2 separate regions of the Sus scrofa genome follow, and region 2 is linked to region 1. Evidence: chromatin contacts called from public Hi-C data. All regions are on one chromosome and are shown on one strand. The core of a region is the stretch at or near the end of the contact, and the rest is flanking DNA. Distances in the headings are between cores, read along the strand shown.

The links. A called contact is a pair of places that touch in the nucleus more often than the background predicts.
Region 2: a contact with region 1 is called in a Hi-C map of retroperitoneal adipose tissue, with 1.7 times the contacts expected there. The contact joins two enhancer-like sites. A contact is called at or near these places in 1 of 47 Hi-C or Micro-C datasets (retroperitoneal adipose tissue) and 1 of 2 datasets of contacts at active chromatin or transcription factors (skeletal muscle).

Annotation. Positions count from the first base shown.
Region 1 is chr15:136,569,774-136,575,456 of Sscrofa11.1, forward strand. No RefSeq gene overlaps it. Among named protein-coding and RNA genes, the nearest start is that of ACKR3, 200 kb to the left of the region's middle. Within about 2 kb of position 4,163, at least 15 of the 83 cell types and tissues checked have an H3K27ac peak or open chromatin away from gene starts, as enhancers often do. A contact at or near this core is called in retroperitoneal adipose tissue, where this site is marked.
Region 2 is chr15:136,716,497-136,722,290 of Sscrofa11.1, forward strand. No RefSeq gene overlaps it. Among named protein-coding and RNA genes, the nearest start is that of COPS8, 110 kb to the right of the region's middle. Within about 2 kb of position 3,850, at least 11 of the 83 cell types and tissues checked have an H3K27ac peak or open chromatin away from gene starts, as enhancers often do. A contact at or near this core is called in retroperitoneal adipose tissue, where this site is marked.

The sequences.
Region 1 (5,683 bases), core at 2,913-5,412:
CCTGTGACCCAGCTGAGAGTGTGGGGGAGATTAGCTCTCACTTGTGGGTGTTAGCAGTGCACCTCTTCGCCTGGGGATCATAGAATGTGTTTCTTCATAAGACGGAGTTAATATGGCTGGAAGGAGTTCTGGGCACCACTCTTGGAGCCTGTGGCCCTTTTTCTGTCACCTACAGTGAGAAATGGACATAGCAGCTAACATTTTAATTCAGTGTTTGTTAGCAGAGTTTGATCAGCTAGAGCCTCAGGTCTTGGGTGGATGGGAAGGAAGAAGGTGCCAGGGTCTCCCTCTCAAAGAACAGGCAGCCCCGAGTAGGCAAACACATCACCTCTGGGACTAATGCCAAGTATCCTTGAGCCATTTGGAAACCAGTTTAGTCAGATGTCTCCAGTGCCCCTGCTGCCTGTTGTCTGTTCTTCTCTGATGCTGCCTGGACCGTTTTGGGCCTTTGTGGGTAATGGGGCCCCTGGGTTAGCACCCTGGGGTCTGGCTGCTCCTGGCTTTCTCTGCTAACAGCTCCATGCAGCAGATTTCTGATGTTGGGGAGCCATCTGGATAAAAACCACCAATAACCCAAAGAATCTTCACCTTGGGTAAGGCTGTAGAGACCACCTCATCCCACACCCAAGGTCACACAGCCAGTAAAGGGGAATACCACCAGCCTTTGAACCCAATGCACACTCGATTCTTCTCCTTGGCTCACCTCTCACACCCTAGCCAGTGAGGTCAATCCTGTTCTCTCCATCTGCGAAACACACTCTGATCCAGCCAGTCTTTCCCCTCTGCCACTCCCACCCTAGCCTCCTCTCGCCCACAGTCTCTTATTTGGGCCATTTCAGCAGCTGCCCAGCTCCTCTCCAGGTGGCCCCTTTACTATCACATCCATCCGAGGGGACTTTTCCCTGTGGAGGGGCCTGCACCAGTCCCCTGGCTGCTGCCCTGTTTCACCTGGCCCTATGAGACCTGGCCCCACCTGTTTTTTTTTCTGTTCATTCTGTCTTTTTTTCTCCCTGGAATATGCTGAGATTATTCTTGCCTCTGGAATTCTGTGTTTGATGTTTCCTCTTTCTGGATGTTTTTCTGCTTCTCTTCCAGATGTTTGGGAGGCAGAAGCTCCTTCTCCTGGTGGATGTCTCAGCCCACCTCCTCCAAGTGGCTTGTCTTCCCTGACCATTGGTCTCAGCTCCTCCCCCGTGGCTGAATCACATCACCTACTGTGATTGCCTGTTTAGCGGTAATCCCTAATTGGTTTATTTTGTTCATGAATATGTTTGCTTGTCTGTCTTCTGTCCCTTGCCTCTCTTGTTCACTTTTACATTCCCTGCAACTCTGTAGTCTTGTCATGTAGTGGGGAGTTCAACAAATACTTAACAAGTGTATTAGTTCCCTGTTGCTGCTATAACAAATCGCTGTAAACTTAGCGGCTTAAAATAACACAAATGGGTTCCCTTACAGTTCTGGAAGTCAGGAGTCCTCAAATCAAGTGATAGCAGGGCTGCCTTCCTTCTGAATGTTCTTATTTCTTGCCTTTTCCAGCTTCTGGAGGCTGCCTACAGAAGCAAGCCATTCCTCATGTCACTTTGACCTCTGCATCTGTCCTCACATCTTCTCTGACTCCAACTCCCCTGCTTCCCTCTGATAAGAACCCTTGTGATTGTACTGAGCCAACTCGAATAGCCCAGGATAATTTCTCCATCTCAGGATCCTTTAACTTAATCACACCTGCAAAGTCCCTTTTGAAAGCCAAGTGAGGTCACATCTTCATAGGTTTCAGAAATTAAGATACGGACAGCCTTGGCGTCCATTATTCTGTTTACCACATTAAGAAAAGAACAAGATGCAAGAGCGTGGTGATTATACAATCTGTCCACAAACGGATACTCCTCCCTTCAAGAAACGGGACATTTTCTTTCCCTTAGATTGTACGCGAGACATAGCAATTAGTTTCTAACAAATGGAAGATGGCAGAAGGGATGGTTTGTAACTGCTCAGAGAAGAGGTCTAAACCTTGAGACTAGGCTGTAAAAGATGTTGTGACCTCCTTGCTCTCTCTCGGGTCATTGGCTCTGGGGCAGCCAGCTGCCATGCTGTAAGGGTGCTCAAGCAGCCCTAAGGACAGGTCTGTCGGTAAGAAACTGAGATCTCCCGCCAGCAGCCTTGGAAGAGGGTCCTCAGGCCCAGTCAAGCTCTCAGGGGACTGCAGACCCAGCCAACGTCTTGACGGTGATCTCATCAGAGACTCTGAGCCACAAGCACCCAGTGGATCCACTTCCAAATTCCCGACACACAGAAACCGTAACTTAATAAATGTCTATTGGTTTAAATGACAAATTTTGAGATAATATGCTGTAATTGCAATAGATCATTAAACAATAAGCTATTTTAGAATTCCCCCCTCATGAAAGAAAACACAGAATTCTGTCCTGTGATAGTCTTCAAAACTCTGTTATCTAATTGGAATCCCAATGCCCACACCCTGGGGATTGTGGCCTGTCTCTTTCTAGGACCTTCTCCAGAAACACCATGGAGCTCCAGGACAACAGATGTAAATCTGGAGCTGGGAATCTGACTCACAGAATAACGGAGGCAGGTAAATTTCAAGACTAGTTCCATCTGTCCACAGAGGGCTGTCTTCTGGGTGGGATCACTTGCAAATTCCGTTTCTCTCCTCTCCTTTGGCTGCTCTTCCTCACAAGTGTTATCCAAGGTTTCCTGGCTACTGACCAGTCGAAGTCCTCCCTCCCATGGTCTCCTAACCTCTTGGTTTAAACAATGTTCACGTGCCTGGTCTGCGCGTCCTCTGGGTCTTCTAGTCCTTAAGATCCTCCCAGCCATCTCTCCACCTCAAGGAAGGCCCAGACCCCACCGATGGCGGGTCACCCAAGATGCCTACTATGCATGGTTCTTCCTCGGGCTCTCACTGCTCTCCCTGTAAACCAGCTGTTTATACCAGTCAGGACCATACACACGATGCTGCAGTAACAAATGGGCCCCAAATATCAGTGGATTAAAACACTTTGTTTTTGTTTGTTTTTCCTGCTCACTCAGGCTACTCTCCATCACAGCTTGGTTGGGACATGGGCTCCTCTCTGTCTCATGGACCCAGGATGAGGGCGGTACCATGTTTCCATGGGCAGAAAAAAGGGATGCATTGACATAACACATTTGCTCCTCCCTGGAAGTGGATCTCTGCCTCTCTGATCACCTTTCATTTGCCAAAGCCAGTCACGTGGCCACAGCTAACTTCAAAGGGAGTGGAGAGAAGCAACCCTAACATGTGCCTGGAAAAACCAAGACTTGGGGATATTTGGTGAGGATCAGTGAGGTCTGCCACGGTGCCTTTGGTCCTGGACCTGCCCAATCCCCTTTTCAGCTCTCTGGTTCTGCAAACAATCGGATAAGATTCTTTCAGTTGCAATAGACAGAAAAGTAATTCAAGTTGGCCTAAGAAAAAATGAATTTATTGGCTTATAGAACCGAAAGTTCCAGTGGGAGCTGAATCTAGCTTTAGGGGAAACTAGTTCCAGATATTCAGGCGTTGTTGTCAGAAGCTGGTCTCCATCTCTTAGTTCCGCTTTCATCTGTGTTGGTTTCATTCTCGGATAGTGTCTCTCAAGGACGGAAGCTCCAGGAATTTTAGCAAGTCTCGGGGCTGCGGCTCAAGTGGGTTGGCAGGTTTGGGTCAGCTACCTCACATGGCAAAAGAAACACTCTGGTTGGGCAGTTGTGTCATCTCATAGCCAGGCTGACTTCTTAGCTTTTGCTGGAATCAAGTGGCCTCACCTGTCCCTCTAGCCCTTTTGGCCATGGCCTGTTCTCCTCCAGAACCCAGCTCTAGTTCAGCCTTGGTGGAGAACAGTGGCCCCAACTTATGGTGTCCTGGACCGCAGAGGCGAAGCTGAGAATACGAGGGTGGACTTTTCTTATTTAGGCCCAGACACTACACCTTCTTAGGGCATCAGGAGCAGCTCGATTCAAATATAAGCCCCACATCTTTTAGAAAACCAAGTCTGGGAAAATTTTTGAAAAATCCCCTACGATGGGTGTTCCCATCGTGGCTCAGTGGAAACAGATCTGACTAATATCCATGAGGATGCAGGTGTGATCTGGCATTGCTGTGAGCTCGCAGAGGCAGCTTGGATCTGGCATTGTTATGGCTGTGGCATAGGCTGGCAGCTACATATCCGATTCAACCCCTAGCCTGGGAACTTCCATATACTGCAGGTGCAGCCCTAAAAAGACAAAACAACAACAATAAAAACCCCTATAATGAAAAACTCAGCCCCCCTCTCTTGCAGCATTTTTAGGTGGAGACAGAATTCTATTTTGAGTAACCGAAAAATTACGCAGATAATTAGGGTGGTGAGGTAGTGCTGGCCCCGTTTTAGCTGAGTACACCCACGAGGTTGTTGTTTCTGCGATGCTTGTGGTCTGTGTGAAAATGCTGACTTCCTATGAAAAGAGGAAGAGGAAGCATCTCCTCCAACCACAGCCCCACGAGCTGGATCCAGGGCAAGAATTTAGAAACGACTTTCAAGTACATGGTTGAGAAGCCTCTGCAGAGGGAAGGTGATCATTTGAAGCCAGTGGGAGTTCAGTAAGGGCCAATCACACAAGATTAGCTTTATTTCCTTGTTTTGACAGGGAAATTGGACTTGCAGAGCTGAGGCTTTTTGTAGATGTAATATATCTGGAAACAACATTTTTGGGAAAGGTTCTCATGACATCCTTTGGACGCATAAGCTGGGGGATCACGCCGGATTGGTAAGGGATTAATGGCTATACTGAAATGGGGTTGGATTGCTCTCAAATGTGTGGGCAGCCCCCCAGCTTTCCAAAGGGCTCTGTCACTTAGGTCCTCTTGGGAAATATTTCGGTTCATAATTTACATGACATTGGTGACACGCTCGGTATTATTATGACTAAAGTTACTATTTCTCATTAGTGAAAACAGTGACAAGAGCAACCACAACTTCTGGTGACAGTCGTGAGCGCTCACTGTGTCCCGGGCACCGTGCCCAAGGCCTCACGTGGACTATATTACGCACCATAACCCAGCAAGGCAGGAACCCTCGTTTTCCCATTTTACCAAGGAAACAAAGGCTGGCCCTGGGAGGGAAGCGGAGGGGGCGTTAGATTTCTTTCATATTCCAGGGGTCCCATCGATGGGAGGGCTTAGAGGCTGGAGTCTCACGGCCGATGTTCTGCCCACAGCAGTCCCTTGGAGCTCTCACATCCTGATCCTGAGAACAGTCTGCCTGGTTTTGGGAAGAGCCCCAAGCTCTGGGGATAAGGAGCTGGTGAGGGACAGACAGGTGTCAGAGCTGCTACAAAAGGCGAGTCTCACAGCAGCACCCTCTCCCAGCAGGATGAACAGATGTGGTGGCACAAGCAGAGAAGCCCAAACTGAAGGGGAGTCCCTGGTCCCACCCCCTGCCCCCCCCCACCACGGTGGATCTGAGGATGCTGGGCTTGGGCTGTAGGAGTAAGCGCTGCCCCCACACCCTGGTGCCGGGGTAGGATGTGGGTTTGGGGTCTGTTCAACACTCAGGGTTCTCTTGAAGCAAGAGAAAACATGATTACACAGCCTAAATGAGCTATGTCCGTCTTCATTTATACTTGAAAAGAAATCACGGCAAATCACAAGTTTTGAAAAGCTGATACATAACACATAAGTTACAAA
Region 2 (5,794 bases), core at 2,600-5,099, 150 kb after region 1:
CAACAGCCCCCATGATGCGGGGGCCGAAGACTCCCCTTCAGGCTGAGAGGCGTGCAGACAGCTGGCCAACGTGGGGATCTTTGCACTCAGCCTTGTTTGGTCACCATCCGGGAGCACCCAGTTATTGGACTCAAATGCCAATCATCTGAGAGGCAAGTATCAGTTAGAAAGGAAAGATACTTTAATCAGAAAAGCCAGAAATCTAGGGAGAGGGTGGACTCCTGTCCAGAGACCACCTCCCTCCAAAGAATCTGCCCAGCCAGGGCATCTTTATTTCAGGGGGGGCCACACACGCGGCATATGGAGGTTCCCAGGCTAGGAGTGGAAAAGGAGCTGCAGCTGCCGGCCTACACCACAGCCACGGCCACACGGGACCTGAGTGTGTCTTCGACCTACACCACAGCCACAGCCACGTGGAATCCTTAACCCACTGAGCAAGGCCAGGGATCGAACCTGCTTCCTCATAGAGACGATCTTGAGTTCTTAACCTGCTGGGCCACAAATGGGAACTCGCATGACGACAGTTTTTAAGGGGAAGAAGGAGGAAGGCTCTTCATGAATCACGGAGACGGGGTCGGATTCTGCACCCTCCTGCACTGATTGAAGTGTCTTTCCTTTCTAACTGACGCTTGCCTCTCAGATGATTGGCTTTTGAGTTCAGTAACTGGGTGCTCCCGGATGGTGACCAAACAAGGCTGAGTGTAAAGGCCTGGCCACTTCCAGCAGAACCAAGACCCCTCTAACAAGAGAGCCTTGCTCCAGGGCTCAAGTAATGCAGGAAGTGAAGACAACAGGCCCATCGCAGCCCATGCCTCCCCTGCCACCCCACTCCCTCCCTTTTCCTTTCAAAGCCATGCTCCCAAATGAACCATTGCGCTCCTAACACAGCATCAGCACTCGCTTCCCAGAAGGTCCAATCCGCCATCAGTGGAAGCTCTCCCGCATCTCCTTACCTGCCCATGAGGGCTGCCTCCTGGTCCTCACCCTGCAGGAGCTTTTATTTGAGAAAGGAGATCCACCATGGAAGAGAGGAATAGCTTGGAGAATTAGGAAATGAAGACTCTCCTTGGAGTCTGGCCCTACTCAGATTCTCTCCCACTGTACAAATTCCCAGAGACCAGTAGCCAAGGCGAGGTGGAGGGACACAACTTTATCAACCAGAGCACCACCCGCAGGATACCTCATTCAGGGAGGGTGCATCTGAAAATACTGTCAGAGCCAGAGCGGCATCCCATGTCTGGGGTGAGGTATGCCGAGCACACCTGTTGGGGTGGCGATGCGTCCAGAATACCCACCACCCAGAAATCCCAGGCTGAGCTGAAAACTCCAGACTGGGCCCTCAACAGACACTTCGAAAGATGAAGCCGATGCTTCCCATCCTCCCGTTTTGACTGATCTGGCTCCAAACATAACAGAATGCCCCCTCTTGAGAACCCAGATTCAGACAGCAGCCAGGCGCCCTGTCCCTGCAGCAGGCACTTCTGTCTGGTGCACACACCAGCCACGGCCGGCTTGGCTGATGGTGTTCTCAACAGTACCACCTTCATCCTTATGTAAGAGCTTGCTCCTGTAGCTTGTCCTATAAAAATTCTGAGCCTGCCATTTTCTCCAAGATATACCCTAGTGGCTTCTTTGTTGATCTGTTTGTAGAAAGCCTAAGATAACGCTAAATGATGTCTGGAGTTTTTAAGTTGAAATGTAAATCATAGTGCATTCAAACCAGGTTTCCCTAACCTTGACCCTAACTCTAAAATCTAACCCAAAGTCCAAGTCTAACCCTGATGCATGTGTCTTGAACTTTGGCCCAGGGGAGAGAATGTAAAACTGTCTCTCCATCCGCTGACATTTTTGCAGGGCATCTGGGGCTGTCTATAATTTGGCAATTTACCCTATGAAAATATGTCTCAAAATCCCCCCCCCAAAAAAAACCATGATGATTTTGTGTTATTTTTATAGTGGGTGGATTGCTGAGAGCCAGAAGGAAACTCTGTTTTCTAGACTGCTTATTTCACTTGGACAGGGAACATGCCTCTGCAATGGGTGTCCTTGAAGGCAATCAGAGCCAAGAAAAAACACTGCCAAGTTTAAAAGGGTAAATATTCCAAAAAGTAATACTTAGCAAATTATTTTCAGGAACAATGCCCACCACCACCATTATTATTTATTGAGATTTGGAAGTCTTGGTCATTGTAAATTATGATAGCATAGGAAACAGAACAAAATGAGCGCATATGGTAAGAGGAGAAAGACACTCTTCAAAGATAAGACCGGTTAAGACTGTACTACCTTAAACGCAGCTTGCCTGGGTGACGTGCAATGACAGATATGTAAAACCAACAGCATCTGGGAGCGGACCTCCTCCACCAGGACATCAAAAATGCATACGGAGAGGTGAGGTCTGAGAAAATATGGAACATATAGATGACACCTCAAAGGTCTATTGGAAATCCACCAATTTTAGGGGCAAAGGTATTTCTAGAGGTAAAAAGGAATAGTTCAAACAAGATTTTTATGAGTTTGGCAAAAGGTAATTTTGAAAGTCCTCTGAAAGAACAATGGGCGAAGTCTTCCAAAAGACAGTCTGAAAAAATGAGTAATGAGGGAAGTGTTTGCCCTCTTTCTAGCAGATCTTAAAATGTGTTTTAGGAGGAACATTAATTAAAACATTAAAATACTGGCTAAAAACCAAGAAAGAGATAAAAGGAGCAAAATGTATAAGCCTTGAGTTAAAGGCAATCATGCAGAAATACAGTCAGTCGTTGGGAGTTCCCATTGTGGCTCAGTGGTAACCAACCTGACTAGTATCCATGACGACACAGGTTTGATCCCCGGCCTCACTCAATGGGTTAAGGATCCAGCGTTGCCGTGACAGCTGTGGTGTAGGCTGGTAGCTAAAGCTCTGATTCGACCCATAGCCTGGGAACCTCCATGTGCCAAAGGTGCAGCCCTAAAAAGCAAAAAGAAAAAAGAAAGAAGGAAAGAAAGAAAAAGAAATATAGTCACTCATAGATGGAATATTACATTTACTAGTTGCCACATTTAAAAATGTAAAAGGAAATAGGTAAAACTATTTTTAAAATGTTTTCTTTAGACCAATATAACAAAAATGTGATCTTTTTAACCAATTAAAAAAATATTAAAAGATATTTTACCTTATTTTTCTTTCTACAGCCTTGGAAATCTAGGCTACGCATGTTTTAAGTGTGCGTAATGGCCATGGGAGGCCAGCGGCCATCACATCGTCACAGCACAGATTGCGTGGGAGGAAGTTTTACACGCCATGGAGTAGCATCAAGAAAGCAGCGGCGAAGGGAAATGGGTGTTTAGTAAATGGTATAGTGTCCTGATAATGATTTGTGAAACAAGAAACTGTGTCGCAGTGAAACCACACCACAGGCCGCCTGACAAAATACATTCTAGATGCAGTAGATTGTAGACTATTTTACAAACAAAAGCATAGGCCAGCCAGCAGTAAGCTGAACAGTGTCATGGCTTGGCTGGACCTGGTGGAAGGCCAGTCGGCTCCATGACAAAACGGCCTGAGGAGGGAGGCAAGGAGGCAGGAGGGGATGGACATGATGGAGACGGATGGCCTGTGGACCACGGCGGGCCCTGGAGAAGGCAGCCAAGGGGTCCAAGACCCAAGCCCTGAAAGACAGAGAGAGAATTTCCAGAGTGATTCATAAACCATGGGGACGGGAGGGCCTCGTGGGCGAGGCTGTGGAGCAGAAGTTTCCAGGCGTAGGTCCAAGTTGAGGTCCAAAAGTGTGTTGGCCAGTGTTGGGTAATCTGTCCACAGTGGACAGGGCTCCACCCATGGGGGCCCCACCAAGGAGGGCTGGAGCTGTGCCCTGGGAGAAGGTCTTGAGGAGATCCAGATGTCCCAAGAACCACTGGAGTTTTGTAGGGCTCCCATCCTGGGGCAGTGGGATCCCCCAAGACCGCAGAGAACAAGGCAGGACGATGCCTCGGATGGACAGCCGCGGGGGTGGCGGGCACTGTTACGGCTGGACGGCGTTCCCCAGATTCGCGTGTTGAAGGTCTCACTCCCAGTGCCTCAGAACGTGCCTGCAGGCGGAGGTAGGGTCTTCCGAGAGGCAATGAAGTTAGACTGGGTTGTCAGGGTGGCCCTAACCCAACATGACTGGTGTCCTAAGAAGAAGGTTAGGACACAGACACACATGGAAGGAGGGCCGTGTGGACCCAGGGAGAAGACGGCCGTCAACTAGCCAAGGAGGGAGACCTCGGAAGAAACCAACCCTGAAGACACTTTGATCTGGCACTTTTAGTCTCCAGAACAGTGAGAAAATAAGTCCCCTGGTCTGTGGTCCTTTATTACAGAACCCAGGACACACCAGCACAGATGTGGAGGCCAGAGGCTGCACCAGAGAGAACCCCTCCCCAGGCCACCACATAGACCTGGGCCGGCTGAGCAGTCAAGGAGCCCCTGAGAGTCCGCAGGGAAGCTCACCTCTGCATCTCAGACAAGCAACACATCTTCCTAAAGACTAAGCATAAATACTAACCTGGTCAGGAAGAGTTGACCCAGGGCACAAGTGGGGACCAAAAGCTAGGGCTGCCGGTTAAAATACAGGACATCCCATTACGTTTGAATTTCACGTAAGCAATGCATTTTTTAGTGTATTTGTTTTCCAAATATTGCATGAGGATGCTTATTTGAAAAAATTACTTATTGTTTACCTGTAATCCAAATTCACCTGGCCCTCTTGAATTTTTATTTGCTAAATTGGCCGGCCCTATGCAAGTATAAGGAAAGGGCCAGCTGGTCCAGCAAGGAGGCCAGAGGGGAGAGAGGGGGTCCAAAGGGGGACAGGCTGGCAGAGGAGAGGGGAGGATTGTTCAGGGGGGCCGACCAGGGCAGGGGACTTTCTGAGACGCAGGCCAAGACAGAATTGCCGTGAAATGTGGAACAGATTTAATTGCATCAACTTGTATAACTAAAATGAAAGGAATAAGGAAAAATAATAGACTGGGATAACCATGCCAATGAAATGATAGAGTTGATATGAGTATCAAATACGCACTTCAGGAGCTCCCTGTGGCCTTGTGGTTAAGGATCTGGCGTCATCACTGCTATGGTTCAGGTCACTGCTGTGGCACAGGTTTGATCCTTGGCCCGGGAATTTCTGCATTCCAGGGTGGAGCCAAAATAAAATGCACTTCTGTTTCTAAGAAGAGTATCAAAATCTCAGTAGGCAAATAGGTAAAGAATTGTGATCTAACAATTCATACAAAAGCATCTACAATTCTTAAACAATTTGGAAAAGTATGCTGTGTTTTTAATAATTTTTAAACACCATGTTCTTAAAAATTAAGGCTTTGGAGTGCCCGTTGTGGCTCAGGGGAAACGAATCTGACTAGTAATCATGAGGACACAGGTTCGATCCCTGACCTCACTCAGGGGATTAAGGATCCCATGTTGCCGTGAGCTGTGGTGTAGGTCGCAGACACGGCTCGGATCCTGTGGCTGTGGTGTAGGCCGGCAGCTGTAGCTCTGATTTGACCCCTAGCCTGGGAACTTCCATATGCCTCCCGTGTGGCCCTAAAAAAAAAAAAAAGGACAAAAAAATAAAATTAAGTCTCTACTTTTACATTTTCACATTTTTAAACAGGAACTTAAAACACAAAACTCAAATACTTAGGGTAAAAATGTGGCTCAGCCGATAAGGCCCCTTCTCGTGGCAGAAAATATTTAGCCATATGTTCAAAGTTGTTGGCCCAATAGAATCATTCCTGGTTTTATCCTAAGGGAAATCATTCAAAATGAAGAAAA